Regions from separate parts of the Hordeum vulgare genome. Here region 2 is linked to region 1. A link is a contact called in public Hi-C data. All regions are on one chromosome and are shown on one strand. Each heading gives the region's core, a stretch centred on a gene start, on an enhancer-like site or on the middle of the called end of the contact. The rest is flanking DNA. Distances are from core to core; before and after follow the strand shown. Region 1 holds the start of LOC123405972 (small nuclear ribonucleoprotein SmD1a). Region 2 holds the start of LOC123401878.

Region 1 (7,584 bases), core at 2,141-4,640:
TGTGAGCAGTTCTTTCGGGGGCAACGCACGCTCGCATCGGACCGCACCTGGCTCGCCTCATATCACCTCCGAGGCGCCGAGCAAACGTGGTACTACGCCCTCAAGCAGGACGAGGATGCCCCCATGGAAGCGCTTTCCCGAGCTCTGTCTCCTTCGCTTTGGGCCGCCGATACGCAGGATCCGGCTGGTGGAGCTAGGCCGACTCCCCTTCACCTCCACGGTGCAGGACTTCGCCGACCGCTTCCAAGCCCTGGCGTGCCACGCGCCCGGCGTGACGGGCCGTCAGCGGGCCGAGCTCTTCGTCGGCGATCTGCCGGATCATATCCGCGTGGACGTGGAGCTTCGGGGACCGCAGGACATCCAGACCGCCATGTACTATGCCCGCGCATTCGAGCAGCGGGCGGTGGCTATGCAGCAGGCGTTCCCGACCCAGGCACCTCGCCCACCCCCTCAGCCCGCTATGTCTGCACCCAGCCAGCCTGACCAGCCGACGACAGGGACTCCCGCCACGGTAGCAACTCGACCGTTCCGTCGGCTAACCCCGGCCGAACAACACGAGCGTCGTCGACAGGGGTTATGTTTCAACTGCGATGAGCCCTACATGCCAGGCCACGCCTGCCCGCGCCTCTTCTACCTGGAGGCAGACGACTATGTCGCGGAGGATACAACTCCCTCCGAGCTTGCCGAGGCGGCGGCCCCGGCGTCAACCACCGCTCTCGTGGTCTCCCTCCATGCCCTTGCCGGCATACGAGCGGAAACAACGATGCTGTTGCCAGTGATGGTTAATGGGGAGCGCCTCTTAGCTCTCCTGGACACGGGCTCTACGCACAACTTCCAGCCCGCGTCTACTATGTGTCGCCTGGCCCTCCAGCCGACGGGCGGCGAGCAGCTTCGAGTTACCGTGGCTAACGGTGACCGTCTTCGCTGCCACAGAATTGCGCAACGGGTTCCCATCCTCATCGACGACGAGTCCTTCGCCATCACGTGCGTCGGCATCCACTTGGGCGACTACGACTTCATCCTGGGCGTCGACTTCTTGCGGACGCTCGGACCCATCCTTTGGGACTTCGACGCACTAACCATGACTTTCTGGCGTCAAGGGCGCATGGTGCAGTGGAAGGGCGAGGGTGGCACTTCTCCAGTAGTTCCCTCTCAGTTGTCGACCGCCATAGCAGCCTCCGAGTCGCCCCTATTGGCTCATCTCCTGCAGCGACACGGCGACCTTTTACCGCCCGAGGGCTCGTGGCGTTTCTACCTCGATTACCGTGCTCTCACTGCCACGACGACGAGGGTCAATTTTCCTATACCGGTCGTGGAGGAGCTCCGGGAAGAGCAGCCAGGCCCACGCTTATTCCCTACGCTCGACTTGCGTTCTCGCTACCATCACGACCACTTCGAGTTTTTGGTGATGCCTTTCGGTCTCTCCAATGCGCCGGCGACATTCCAGGCCTTGATGCACGACGTACTTCGGACCAGCTCAACCCTCCGGAGGCACCTTGGGAGCAGCTCAAGGAGTTCCGCCAACATTTTCTAGACGTCCAGCTCGAGGACGAGCTGTTTGCGCAGGCGGGGAGAAATGTTATGACCAGAGGCCCAGTTAGCCAAACTGGCCGGTTATCTTAATAATATTAGGGGCTTAGCCCAGTTTATTATAGCCTAGGGAACTTATATATAGTCATGTAATCAGCACTTTTGAGATTAAGCAAAGATCAATCTATTTTGATCGGCTCCAACTAGGAGCCGATGCCCTAACCCTAACCGCCGCTCCCATCGCAGCCTCCTCCTCCTCCGTGCAAGACGGCGCCCACGCGCCGGCGACCACGCCAACTTCCCTCCTTCCCCTACAACCTCCGGCCAAGACCCGATAGAACCCTAGTTTCTACCAGAAACATTATTTTCTTAGCATTTTTACTGCAACAGAACTACATTTCCAGAACACATTTCAATTAATTAGCTTAATATCTTAACAAACACAATTAAATCTATAAAATGATTTAACATGCTCTCAGTCACCAGATTTATCATGTCCATTAGACAGGCGTATACAAGGACTATGGAACCTATATATGCTGCAGTCTCAACTTCAAGAGTATGTAACTTTAAATGAACGTGGACAACAAGACTAAACAATCAACCATGAAAACATTTACAGAACCAAGAATGTGGCAACATGAAGGAAAGTACAGCTAGCACAGGCTGAGTTTATTTAACATAAGTAATTCTATAAAGTGAATGTCAAATACACAAGATTAAAGCTTACTCAGGCATGGAAAACTGTCCACCTACAGTTTTCCTGCAAAACCTAATATATTCCACCAGGGATTCAAAACATGAAAAAAGTAATTCAGTAAGAAAATATTCCCTCCGGAGTGAGGTTCATCATATTCCTCCGAATGTCAAAACATGGAAAAAGTTAGAACAACATATATTTGTGAACGGAGGGAGTACATTTTAGGTTTCATTTGATACTCTCCTTAACATTTCGATTTCTACATTCAGTAACCTAATCATCTGGTCATCAACCTCTTCTCGTTTCTCAACGGTTATCCAATCTATGTTGGGTTTACCACGGCATAAGCAACATTACCTACTGAAATCGGGATACTGCGAGAAATTAATCAAACAATTCCCATCAGAATTTCCTACTTCTATTACTAGTAACATGAGTAAGTAAACTACGAATAGATGCGAAATTAAGAGAAACACGTAAAATGCTTAACAAAAAAAACACATACAGCTACAGGATTCGATTAAAAGGAAGGCTCAATCGCACACTAGTTTGACATGGCAGACCAACAAACAGCCCTGCTATCTCCATGGATTCGAATGATGACACAGAGGCGTTGCACAGAAAATCAAGTGACTTGTACAGAATCCATAACAAACAGGCGACACCTCGCTGGCGCCGTCACCAAATGCATCGAACCAAAAAGTGAAGAACCCACCACCTCAGTCAAGAACGCCCCCTCCCCCCCACCCCGGCCAACACGGCAACGCACACACAAAATCTTGTTCTCCAAGATCGCAGCGCATCATACCGATGATGGTGCCGTGGACGGTGGTGCCATTCTTCAGCTCGATGGTCACCGTTTCGTTGTTCAGCTTCATCAAGAATCTGCAGGTACCCAAATTCGCACCAATTTGGGCAAAAATTGCACCGGACGAATCAGTAAATTCCAGGGAAATAGAAACCGAATCCGAGAAAAAAGCTCGAACAAGGAGCACTGGTTACCTGACGAGCTTCATCGTGGAGGCGCTTGGTGGCGGAGGTAAAGCTAGGGTTTTTGCAGGGAGCTGCCACGAGCTGCTTCTTTTCTCAGCGGGGAAGGAGACATAAACCCCCGATCTGGGCGAGACTTCGACCTGGGCTTAACTGGGCCGGAGCTATCGGATTCGGTACCTTCTGGGACAACTCCAGGACCTACATTACGGGGCCCTCAAAGGTCACTTGCTGCCAGCGCGTCAAGCGACGCTCAGCCGGTGTCAGGTGTCGCATGCTGGGCGTTTTTTTTAAAATTTATTTTACTTATTTTCAGATGTTAGATATTGTTCTCTTTTTGCTTTTTGGTTTACCAATATTTTCTAGGTTTTTGAGAGAAAAATGAGTTGATTTTTTACTCTCTTTTTTCATAAGAGGCATAAATTTATTTTCGTAAAAGGCATATAGGTGTGCCTCTGATAAAGAAGAATACACATATTCGTCATTTTACTCCCATGATGGCATAGATTTATTAATGTGGATGCACAAAATTTAGGTGTGTTTCTTGGAAAAGGAATATATATATTTTTTGCTTTAGCGAGAGGCATAATAGTGCCTTGGAAAAATGAATAAGATGTTTTTTATCAAGAGGCACGTGTTTGCTTTCATGATAAAAAATTGTCTTTTAAAAAAGGAAAAAAAACAATTTTTTTTCTGGCACATTTGCCTCTCGTGGAGGCACATATTTACTTTCACGAGAGACAGAAAAAAAGGTGAGGGTCGTGCTTCCGGCTCGATTTTATTGCTTCTGATTTTTCTGGGTTTTTTCGTTAGAAACAGTTCATAGAAATCTATTAACATGGGACTTAGTTTTGAAGATTTTGAGGCGAGAAATCCAAGGATGAAACGGTTCCAAATTTGAGCGCATGATTTAAGAGATAAGGCGTTTTGAATAAATGAATCTAAGAAAAATGAGAAAACTCACTAGTTGCGACAAGGGTGCTATTTGTCATAACCTAAAAAGGTGGAAGTGATCTTTGCAAAGGTACCGCTTAACTAGTGATTTTGCTATATTACTATACTAGTTAGCATGCACGTGCAACGCACGACTAACCGAATAGTTTATAAATTACTTTTAATATTAAAATTTTAGTATATATATATAGCTGCAAAAATATTGAAACACACACAACATACTAAATCGAGCTGCAAATTTTTTTTTGTGTCGCGAAACTTATCCGTTGATTTCTTAAGCAGTGCAAGAACCTCCTCCCAGTTGTTCACACATGAATGAATCTTCCTTTCAATTCTTACTTGTATACTAAATCGATCACGAGGGAGACAGTGGAATACAAAAGACAAGAAAAGGAGAAGATCGACCGACGCCCAACCAAAAACAGGAATCTCACAAAGAACGACGGACGGGCCGTAATGATTGAAGAGGCATCAATCACGAGCGGCGCAATTTGCTCTGCCTTACCGCTCACGCTCGCAGCTAGCCAAATGCTCTTCCCACTAATAGCGTCTCTTAACAAAAGCTCTTCTAATCTAAACAAAAAATACCCCGCGAAGAAAAAAAACCTAAACAAAAAATGATGTTTTCAAAAAAGAGCAGCATGTCATCTCATTCTCATCTGCAAGAGATATAAAACTGACGCACAAGCTAAAAAATAATCAAATTACACGCATTTTTTACAGTCAAGGTCTGCGCCGCAGTTCCGGTGGCGGCGTGGAGTTCATCATGGCCGCACCACCGCCGGTGAAGCAGCCCCCTTTTTGCTCGACTAGGGATCGTCCCTTCCCCTCCGCATGGACCCGTCCCACCCCTTTCGCACCGACCCGTCGCCTCCCCGTCGGGCCCACGACATCGTCCTCGCCAGGAACGCCTGCCACCGCCGCCCGCCGCCGGCGTTGCCGAAGCTGCCTCCCCTGCGCGCGGGCCGGCCTGCGCGCACGCTCCCTTCGGGGCTCGCTCCGGCGAGGTCGATCAGGCTGGTGGCGTGGCGCAGGCGACGCGACCTGAGCACCTGCTCCCTCACGTGGTGCGGCAGCCGCAGCGTGAACCTCTCGTGGTCGCTCCGCTCGGCGGCCGCCGCCGCCGCCGCGAAGAGCGAGTGCCCCGTCGAGTGCGACCTCGGTAGCCTCTGTTGGGGAACGTCGCATGGGAAACAAAAATTTTCCTACGCGCACGAAGACCTATCATGGTGATGTCCATCTACGAGAGGGGATGAGCGATCTACGTACCCTTGTAGATCGTACAACAGAAGCGTTAGAGAACGCGGTTGATGTAGTGGAACGTCCTCACGTCCCTCGATCCGCCCCGCGAACAATCCCGCGATCAGTCCCACGATCTAGTACCGAACGGACGGCACCTCCGCGTTCAGCACACGTACAGCTCGACGATGATCTCGGCCTTCTTGATCCAGCAAGAGAGACGGAGAGGTAGAAGAGTTCTCCGGCAGCGTGACGGCGCTCCGGAGGTTGGTGATGATCTCGTCTCAGCAGGGCTCCGCCCGAGCTCCACAGAAACGCGATCTAGAGGAAAAACTATGGAGGTATGTGGTCGGGCAGCCGTGAGAAAGTCGTCTCAAATCTGCCCTAAAAGCCCCATATATATAGGAGGAGGGAGGGGGACCTTGCCTTGGGGTCCAAGGGACTCCCAAGGGGTCGGCCGAGCCAAGGGGGGGAGGACTCCCCCCCCCAAACCGAGTTGGACTTGGTTTGGTGGGAGGAGTCCCCCTCCCTTCCCACTTCTTCCCTCTTTTTTTCTTTTTCCTTTTCCTTTGATTTCTTTCTCTTGGCGCATAGGCCCCCTTGGGGCTGTCCCACCAGCCCACTAAGGGCTGGTGTGTCTCCCCAAAGCCTATGGGCTTCCCCGGGGTGGGTTGCCCCCCCCGGTGAACTCCCGGAACCCATTCGTCATTCCCGGTACATTCCCGGTAACTCCGAAAACCTTCCGGTAATCAAATGAGGTCATCCTATATATCAATCATCGTTTCCGGACTATTCCGGAAACCCTCATGACGTCCGTGATCTCATCCGGGACTCCGAACAACATTCGGTAACCAACCATATAACTCAAATACGCATAAAACAACGTCGAACCTTAAGTGTGCAGACCCTGCGGGTTCGAGAACTATGTAGACATGACCCGAGAGACTCCTCGGTCAATATCCAATAGCGGGACCTGGATGCCCATATTGGATCCTACATATTCTACGAAGATCTTATCGTTTGAACCTCAGTGCCAAGGATTCGTATAATCCCGTATGTCATTCCCTTTGTCCTTCGGTATGTTACTTGCCCGGGATTCGATCGTCAGTATCCGCATACCTATTTCAATCTCGTTTACCGGCAAGTCTCTTTACTCGTTCCGTAATACAAGATCCCGCAACTTACACTAAGTTACATTGCTTGCAAGGCTTGTGTGTGATGTTGTATTACCGAGTGGGCCCCGAGATACCTCTCCGTCACACGGAGTGACAAATCCCAGTCTTGATCCATACTAACTCAACTAACACCTTCGGAGATACCTGTAGAGCATCTTTATAGTCACCCAGTTACGTTGCGACGTTTGATACACACAAAGCATTCCTCCGGTGTCAGTGAGTTATATGATCTCATGGTCATAGGAATAAATACTTGACACGCAGAAAACAGTAGCAACAAAATGACACGATCAACATGCTACGTCTATTAGTTTGGGTCTAGTCCATCACGTGATTCTCCTAATGACGTGATCCAGTTATCAAGCAACAACACCTTGTTCATAATCAGAAGACACTGACTATCATCGATCAACTGGCTAGCCAACTAGAGGCATGCTAGGGACGGTGTTTTGTCTATGTATCCACACATGTAAATGAGTCTTCATTCAATACAATTATAGCATGGATAATAAACTATTATCTTGATACAGGAATTATAATAATAACTATGCATTTATTATTGCCTCTAGGGCATAATTCCAACAGTCTCCCACTTGCACTAGAGTCAATAATCTAGCCCTCACATCACCATGTGAATTACATTGTAATAAATCTAACACCCATACAGTTCTGGTGTCGATCATGTTTTGGCCGTGGAAGAGGTTTAGTCAGCGGGTCTGCTACATTCAGATCCGTGTGCACTTTGCATATATTTACGTCCTCCTCCTCGACGTAGTCGCGGATGAGGTTGAAGCGTCGTTTGATGTGTCTGGTCTTCTTGTGAAACCTTGGTTCCTTTGCTAAGGCAATGGCACCAGTGTTGTCACAGAACAAGGTTATTGGATCCAGTGCACTTGGCACCACTCCAAGATCCGTCATGAACTGCTTCATCCAGACACCCTCCTTAGCCGCCTCCGAGGCAGCCATGTACTCCGCTTCACATGTAGAAACTGCTAC
Region 2 (7,584 bases), core at 1,599-4,098, 170 kb after region 1:
TGAGCTTTTTTATTTTGAACTTCTATGTATTTATTTTATAAATAGGGAAAATAAAATTGATATGTTTTTCGTGTAAAGAATTTACCGAGTTTAATTTGAACTTCTCAGATTTTTTATTTTAACTTCTTCATTTTACTCTTTAGTAATGCAAAAAAAAAAATCTGAGTTTTTACATACTTCGAACTTCTCTGTTATTTCAATTTGACTTCTCGGCCTTTTTTATTTCAACTTCTCATTTTTTTCTTTAGTAAAGATCTTTTTTTTGAGGTTTTTACATGCTTCGAACTTCTGTATTATTTTAATTTGAAGTTCTTAGTCATATTCTTAGGAGGTAAATATGTTATTAAGGAAGCACCAACCATTTCTTAAAATTGAACTTGTAGTTTTATTTTTCTTAGAAACGAAAATAATTTGAGTTTCCGGTTCACATCGAACTACTCCTTTATTTTTTGAACTTCTTCATTTTTATTCTTTAGTAATAAGGAAAATCTAAGTTTTTTATAAATATCGAACTTCTCTATTTTTGTAATTTGAACTTCTTGGTTTATTTTTCTTAGCATTGAAATATCCTAGTTTTGTAATAAACATTGGACCTCCTCCACTTTCTTTTTAAATTTTAATTTATTTGTAGAAATGAAAAAATACCGATAATTTTGTACTCTTGGTTTTACTTTCTAGATATAAGAAAAAATCTTTTTTAAGAACATGAAACCCTTGTGTTATTTTAATTTGAACTTCTTGGTTTTGTTTTTGAAAAGGGAAAATCCACTTTTTAAAGTTCATTATTTTATTTTGAACTTCCTATTTTTTTAGAAACATAAAGGTTTAAAACATTGTACTTCTGTGTTAGTTTAGTTTGACCTTCTTTTGTTTTTGCTTTCTTGATACATTTTTTAATTTGCCATTTAAAATGAAAAAAAACGAAACCAGATATCTGACCATTCCTTTTATTGGGGAAACATGGAAAATCCGTTTTTAATAAGTAGTGAACTTCTATCTTTTTAATAACATGGAAAACCGGATATCTAATCTGGACTATCTTTTTAAATTTGAACTTCTATTTGTTGACATAGTAGCAGCATCACACACAATAGCCATAGCTGCATCACCAACTGCATCCATACCTCATTGCTGCACTCCAAAGCCAACTACATCACGAAATTCATCCAAAAAAGTACAGGGAACCAATTTGATTGTGTAGGAGGCCGCATGCAATTCACAACTACCGTACACATTTCACACACGTACAAATGCCGCTACTGCTACAGTGCTACGTACAACGCTAATACACTTTTAATAAAGAGTTACTAAAGTGGCTTTCATAAACATTTAGCCGTTTTAATTTAAATTTGAACTTCTATATAAGTGAATAGTGGACCTCTCTATCCATCACCATGAAGTACATGAAGGAACTTGTCGGGAATTAGCACAAACACATACTGTGCACACGCCATGGACATCCAGTGATAAATTATGCATCAAAATGCACATCAAAAAAAAGAAGAAAACGCACCAGGGTCACAAATTTGAAGCTCCAGGAGACATCACGACCAAGTGCACAACATACTAGATCTCCACGGGCTCTGGGCGCAACTTTCTTCTAGATTGCAAGTCGTTCAGCGCTAATTATCCAGCGCCATTGGCCATGGGTATCCAGTGGCAACTACTCTACAGTGGCACAATCAAGAAGTATTTTTGTACAATGCAAATTATCATGCCTGTTAAGGCAGTTGCTTACAGGCCCTCCCTATCGACCATTCTGTTTTCAAACTGCACTGAACTTTGTTAGGACTCAAATATATTTTCCCCTAGATCACGTTGAACTCCATTTCTTATTCTTTCCGAACTTGCAAGAAGATACTACTTTTGCCCACATATATATGGAAATTAATGGTGCCACAGAAAGGGCAGAACCCAAAAGCCTGGACTAAAATTCAGTACTGTTGAACATATCCCTGATCTGAAAATGGCTCATACTATCAACACATAGCGACCTGAACTTCTGATTGTTGGGAAATCATTTGCTGAACTTTTTAGTAATCAGTAGCACAAATCGTATTTTAGACGAAGCAGCACATGAGTTCAGTTAGTTTATCTGAACTTTTCCAAATACAACGAGCCAAGAGCAGACGAACGGACGAGCGGCCGCTCGCTGCTATCACAACGGGGAGGGAAGTAGCCACACTGTCGTGAGTGGTAGCCGACGACGCATAATGGAAGCTTGGCACTGGAAAGGTAGGTCGAGGCGGTGTGCTGGAAGCTCCATGCGGTGGCAGTGTATTTGGTGACAGAGGGCGGAGGTGCGTGGCGAGCCAGGTACGACTCGGCCGCTCCATGGATGAACCTTCCTTCGAGAAGGTCAAGGTGGCCCCCGTGAGAAGGTCGATGTGGCCGGCCAGGACAGCGTGGGGTGGGGATCCTGGCCAGCGGGGTGACGAAGAAGGGCATGCGTGGATAAGACCCACTTGGACAGGAGAGCTCCACCATTACGCAGGCTCGGGAGGGTCCTCTCCAGGGCAGCGGCAAGAGGAGGAACGCGGGAGTTTGTCGGGGCTAGCTTCGCCGGTGGGATCCGGTGGGATCCGGTAGGATGTGGAGGTGCCTGGTGTTTCTGGTGGGCGGCCGCGGAAGAGGTTGTCGGTGGCGGCGGCCGCGGATTTCCGGTGGGCAACGACGACAGATGGAGGTGTGTCGGAGCCGGGGTGACGGAGGCGCGTCGTGGTACGGATGGTCGGCGGCGGAGGTGCTTAGGTGCCGGCGTAGGTGGCGGCGGGAAGGGGCCGAGGGGGCGGCGGCGGGAGGCCCGCCGAAGCCAGGGAGACAGCGACGGGAGGTTGCTCGGGGAGGATCAGGATGCGGGATAAGGTGAGCGCCGAGAGTGGATTAGAGCAAATCTAGCCCATCCCGCATACTCGAGCCGCAAAATAACCCTCAAAATGTGGGTACGGACCGAAAAACCTGTTCAACCAGACCCCGTATTTCGTCCCGGTCCGCAAAAATTTTTATGGGACGCGGCAAATTCCCGACACCAATCCAGAAAAACGCTGGTTTCCCCCTTGCGGCTGCGGTGCCCTGCATCACAGAAAATCAATTGGCGGGAGGGACATTTCAGCCCGCGCTCTTTTTCCCCTCCTTCCGTCGTCGTCCGCCCTTGCTTCCGCCCGCCCGCCGCCGGCGATTCCGGCCATATCTGTAGGCGAGCCGCTGCACCGCCCCTCCGGATCCGGCGAGAAGAGCCCCCCTGCCGCCGCTGCCACCGGGGATCGACCATCGTCGAGCGCACCCCCTTGTCGCCGTCCGAGATCACCCGCCACCGGTTAGTTCATTTTTTGTGATTTTTGCGAGCTGTGCGAGAAGATGGAGTTGGCCCCGTGCGAGAAGTTCTTACTATCCGATTCGTCCGATTCGGACGACTCGGATGTTGAGACCATGCTTGCGAACTTTCGGCAACAAGCATTACTCATGGCGCTTGTCGTGAAGAAGCATGAAGACGAGCACCGGAAGAGGAGGCGAGGATCGACTGTCGGGCGTTTGTGCATTCCTCGGAATCGCCATCTTGGGAACGAGATGTTGATGCAAGACTATTTCACGGAGAATCCTACATATCCTCCGCACCTCTTCCGGAGAAGGTACCGAATACGCCGATCCCTCTTTGTGAAACTTGTTCAAGCTTGCGAGGCAAATTGCCGGTATTTTACTCAAAGAAGGAATGCCGCGGGCTTAAAGGGATTTAGTGCATATCAAAAAATCTCCGCAGCTATGCGGGTGATTGCATATGGCGTTCCGGCTGACTATGCCGATGAGTATCTTCGCATTGGTGACGATAGCACAATTGATTCTATGCGTAGATTTGCGAAAGTGATCATCCGTGTCTTCGGTCCTGAGTATCTTCGGGCACCCAATGAAGATGACACAAATAAATTGATGGCATCTAATGAGAGGAAAGGTTGGCCTGGCATGCTAGGTAGCATTGATTGTATGCATTGAAGTTGGAAAAGTTGCCCCAAGGCTTGGCAAGGAATGTATTGTGGCAAGTCTCGTTGAGCACCATTGGCAAAGGAGATTGAAAATGCAGACACCCACTTTCAACTTCAGGAAGATCTCATTAAGCACCATTGGCAAATGGCTGGACAATGACTTATTTTTGTATTCATTTGTATTTGTATTCATGACAAGTTTTGTATTGCACTATTTAAGTTTTCTACGGTTATTTGAATAATTATTTGTAATGCAGATGATTATTGTATTATGTTTGATTCGAATAATTCAGTTTGTTTTCGATTGTTGAATTATGTTGTATTTGATAGTTGCGGGCTGATAATATGCGGGATGCAGCGGCGCAAAGAGCAGACCCCGCAAAGCCGAGCCGAAAAAAAATATACTCCACGAATATACTTTTTTACGGATCCGTTTGGGAGTCTGCATCTGTGCCAGCCTGAGCCAGCCCGCAAAAGCTGTTTTGCGCGAACTACAAACCCGTTTTGCGGGCCGGCGGGATGTGGGGTCTGCTAGAGTTGCTCTTAGGTGGACGTGGAGCGAGGTAAAGTTTTTTTCTTTTTCGAGAACTTCGGGTGATCGAGAAACACCTCATCGCGTCTATATACGGGCCCATTGGGATCAGAATAACTATTCTGATATATGATCAAAACAGTGTTACCTTATATATTCTGATATAGACCTTTCCCAACACATGATGTTTGTCAACTAGATAATTAATAGGTAGAAATAGTGATAAACATTATTTGACTCTTGGATAAAAGTGAATACATGAAAGTAAAAGATAGTCCCTTCGCAGAGGGAAGCAGAGGTTGTCACACGCCTTTTTATTTTCCCTTACAATAAAAGATCATATATGTTTAGGAGTAATTTTTATTGGTTTATGCATTGATCACAAATTACTTGAAGGATCTTATTCAATACATAGGTATGTATGGTGGATTCTCATGGCAAGAAACTAGGTTTCGGGGTTATGGATGCACAAGTAGTATCTCTACTTAGTGCGAATTTTGGGGCTAGCAAAGGATCTAAAGCAAGCAACACATGTTAGAGGATCCATGACAATATAACTTCTATGTGAATGGAAACAAACATAACCATTATGATGTCTTCCTTGTCCAACATTGATATGTCTCCATTGTATCTACTTTTTCAAACACTTTTGTTGTGGTTTTGACCTCTGATTTGCATGATTTGAATGGAACAAACCCGGACTGATGTTGTTTTTTAGCAGAACTACCTTGGTGTTATTTTTTGTGTAGCAATAGAAGTTCTCGGAATCGGGCAATACTCTTTGTGAATTTTTTCCGACATTTATAAGGATTTATGGATGGCTTATGGGGCTCACGTGGCTCATCTGATCCTAATTCCAGTCCTATAAAATAACACCTTCGGAGAAAAAAATCAAAGAGAATTTTACATCACGTTCCACGAGATGGAGCCGCCGCCACCTCCCGTTCTTCCTCCGGAGGGCTGATCTAGAGTCTGTTTGGGGCTCCAGAGAGGGGGATTCATCACCGTCATCATCACCAACCCTTCTTCGTCAACACCGCCATGATGCTCATCACCGGGAGCGAGTAATTCCTTTGTAGGCTTGCTGGACGGTGGTGGGATTAGATGAGATTGATCATGTAATCGAGTTAAGTTTGATAGGGCTTGATCCCTAGTATCCAATATGTTCTAAGATTGATGTTACTATGACTTTAATATGCTTAATGCTTGTCACTAGGCCCCGAGTTGCATAATTTCAGATCTGAACCTATTATGTTTTCATGAATATTAGAGTGATTTGGATCCTATCTTGCAAGTTGTAGTTACCTATTACGTGTCTTGATCCCCATACCCGAAGAAGACAATAATTGGGATTCTTTCCAATGATTGCCGTAGTTTGAGGAGTTCATGTATTCACCGTGTGTTAATGCTTTGTTCCGGATCTCTATTAAAACGAGGCCTTAATATCCCTTAGTTTGCAATAGGACCCCGCTGCCACGGGAGGGTAGGACAAACGATGTCATGCAAGTTCTCATCGCAAGCACGTATGACTATATACGGAATACATGCCTACATTATATTGATGAATTGGAACTAGTTCTGTGTCGCCCTAGTGTGTAACTGTTATATGATCAATGCCATCTAAATCACTATCCATCACCAGTCCACGTGCCTACGTTTTACATATACTGAATATTGCTAAGTTACTACTGTTGCTGCTACTATCACGCTTGCTACTCGATTGCTACTGTTACTACTGTTACCAAAATTGCTTGTATCATTGTTACTGTTGCAACTATCATTTGTTGTGCTACTAAATCCTTGTTGCACAAAGATATCCCATTTGCGGTTGAATTGACAACTCAAGTGTTACAACCAATAAATATTCTTTGACTCCCCTTGTGTCGAATCAATAAATTAGGGTGAAATACTACCCGTGAAGACTGTCGCAATCCCCTATACTTGTGGGTTATCAAGACCTTTTTCTGGTGTCGTTGTTGGGGAGCATAACTTGATTTATTGTGTTGACTTGAGGATATTCAACTGCCATTATGAAGAATCTGAAAGATAATCAAACTAAGATCATCCCCTCTCGCACGAGAGGAGGTAAGGAACTGCCATCTAGCTCTGCTTTTGATTCACCTATTGTTTTGAACTAGCTTGTTACACCACCCCCTGTTGATCATCCTCATAGTTCACATGAACTTGATGATGCTACTTCTAAAGTTAATCATGATACTATTGCTACACATGTTGAAACTGAAACTGTGCCACTATGTGAATTACTTGATGCTCATATTGCTAGATCTAGCAAACTTGAAAATGCTCAAACTGATGAAGATTTTGAATCACCTATTACACCTCATCCTCCTAATAGATATGAATTACCTTATGTACCTGAAGGTTATGTTATGGATGTTGAGGTAGCTAATGACTTGCTTGCTTGCAATGATAGAGATGATTTGAAAAAGTTACTATGCAAACTGAAAGAAAAAAACTATGATGGAGAAAATGAAACATGATTCTAAATTTGCTACTTCTCCTTTATTTATCACTGATAAAGACTATGAATTTGCTGTAGACCCTGAAATAATTCCTATAGTAGAATCTGATCCTTTTCATGGTTATGAAAATGAAACTGTGGTCGAACACCTTATGAAACTGAATGATATTGCTGCTTTGTTCACCAATGATGAAAATATACGCTACTATTATATCCTTAAGTTTTTTTCCTTTCTCGCTGAAGGGCGAGGCCACGGAATGGTTCCTTTCTCTTGCTCCTAGTTGTATGCATAGTCCCCGGAATATACTTTATTTCTTCCCTAGAAGATATTTTCCTGCTCATAAGAAAAAAGTTGCTTTACAGGAAATATTTTACTTTGTGCAAATTAAAAAATAGAATCTCCATCAAGCTTGGGCGAGGCTTCTCCAGTTACTTAGAGCTTTGCCCGATTGTCCTCTTGAGAAGAATGAAATTCCTGATATCTTTTATAATGGACTAACTGATGCTTCCAGGGATATCCTAGATAGTTGTGATGGTTGTGTTTTCAAGGAAAGAATAATTGCACAAGAAAAAGAGCTATTAAATAATATATT

What was found. A called contact is a pair of places that touch in the nucleus more often than the background predicts.
Region 2: a Hi-C map of seedling shows a contact between it and region 1, with 2.5 times the contacts expected there. The contact joins the promoter of LOC123401878 here to the promoter of LOC123405972 in region 1. A contact is called at or near these places in 2 of 6 Hi-C or Micro-C datasets (leaf and seedling) and 1 of 1 datasets of contacts at active chromatin or transcription factors (embryo).

What each region holds. Positions count from the first base shown.
Region 1 is chr6H:310,499,941-310,507,524 of MorexV3_pseudomolecules_assembly, forward strand. LOC123405972 (small nuclear ribonucleoprotein SmD1a) reads right to left here and starts at 3,391. Exons shown (of 4, transcript XM_045099480.1): 1 at 3,233-3,391; 2 at 3,039-3,115. The coding sequence starts at 3,246.
Region 2 is chr6H:310,670,324-310,677,907 of MorexV3_pseudomolecules_assembly, forward strand. It overlaps LOC123401878, which reads right to left and starts at 2,849. Exons shown (of 1, transcript XM_045095733.1): 1 at 1,802-2,849. The coding sequence starts at 2,487. The coding sequence ends at 2,092.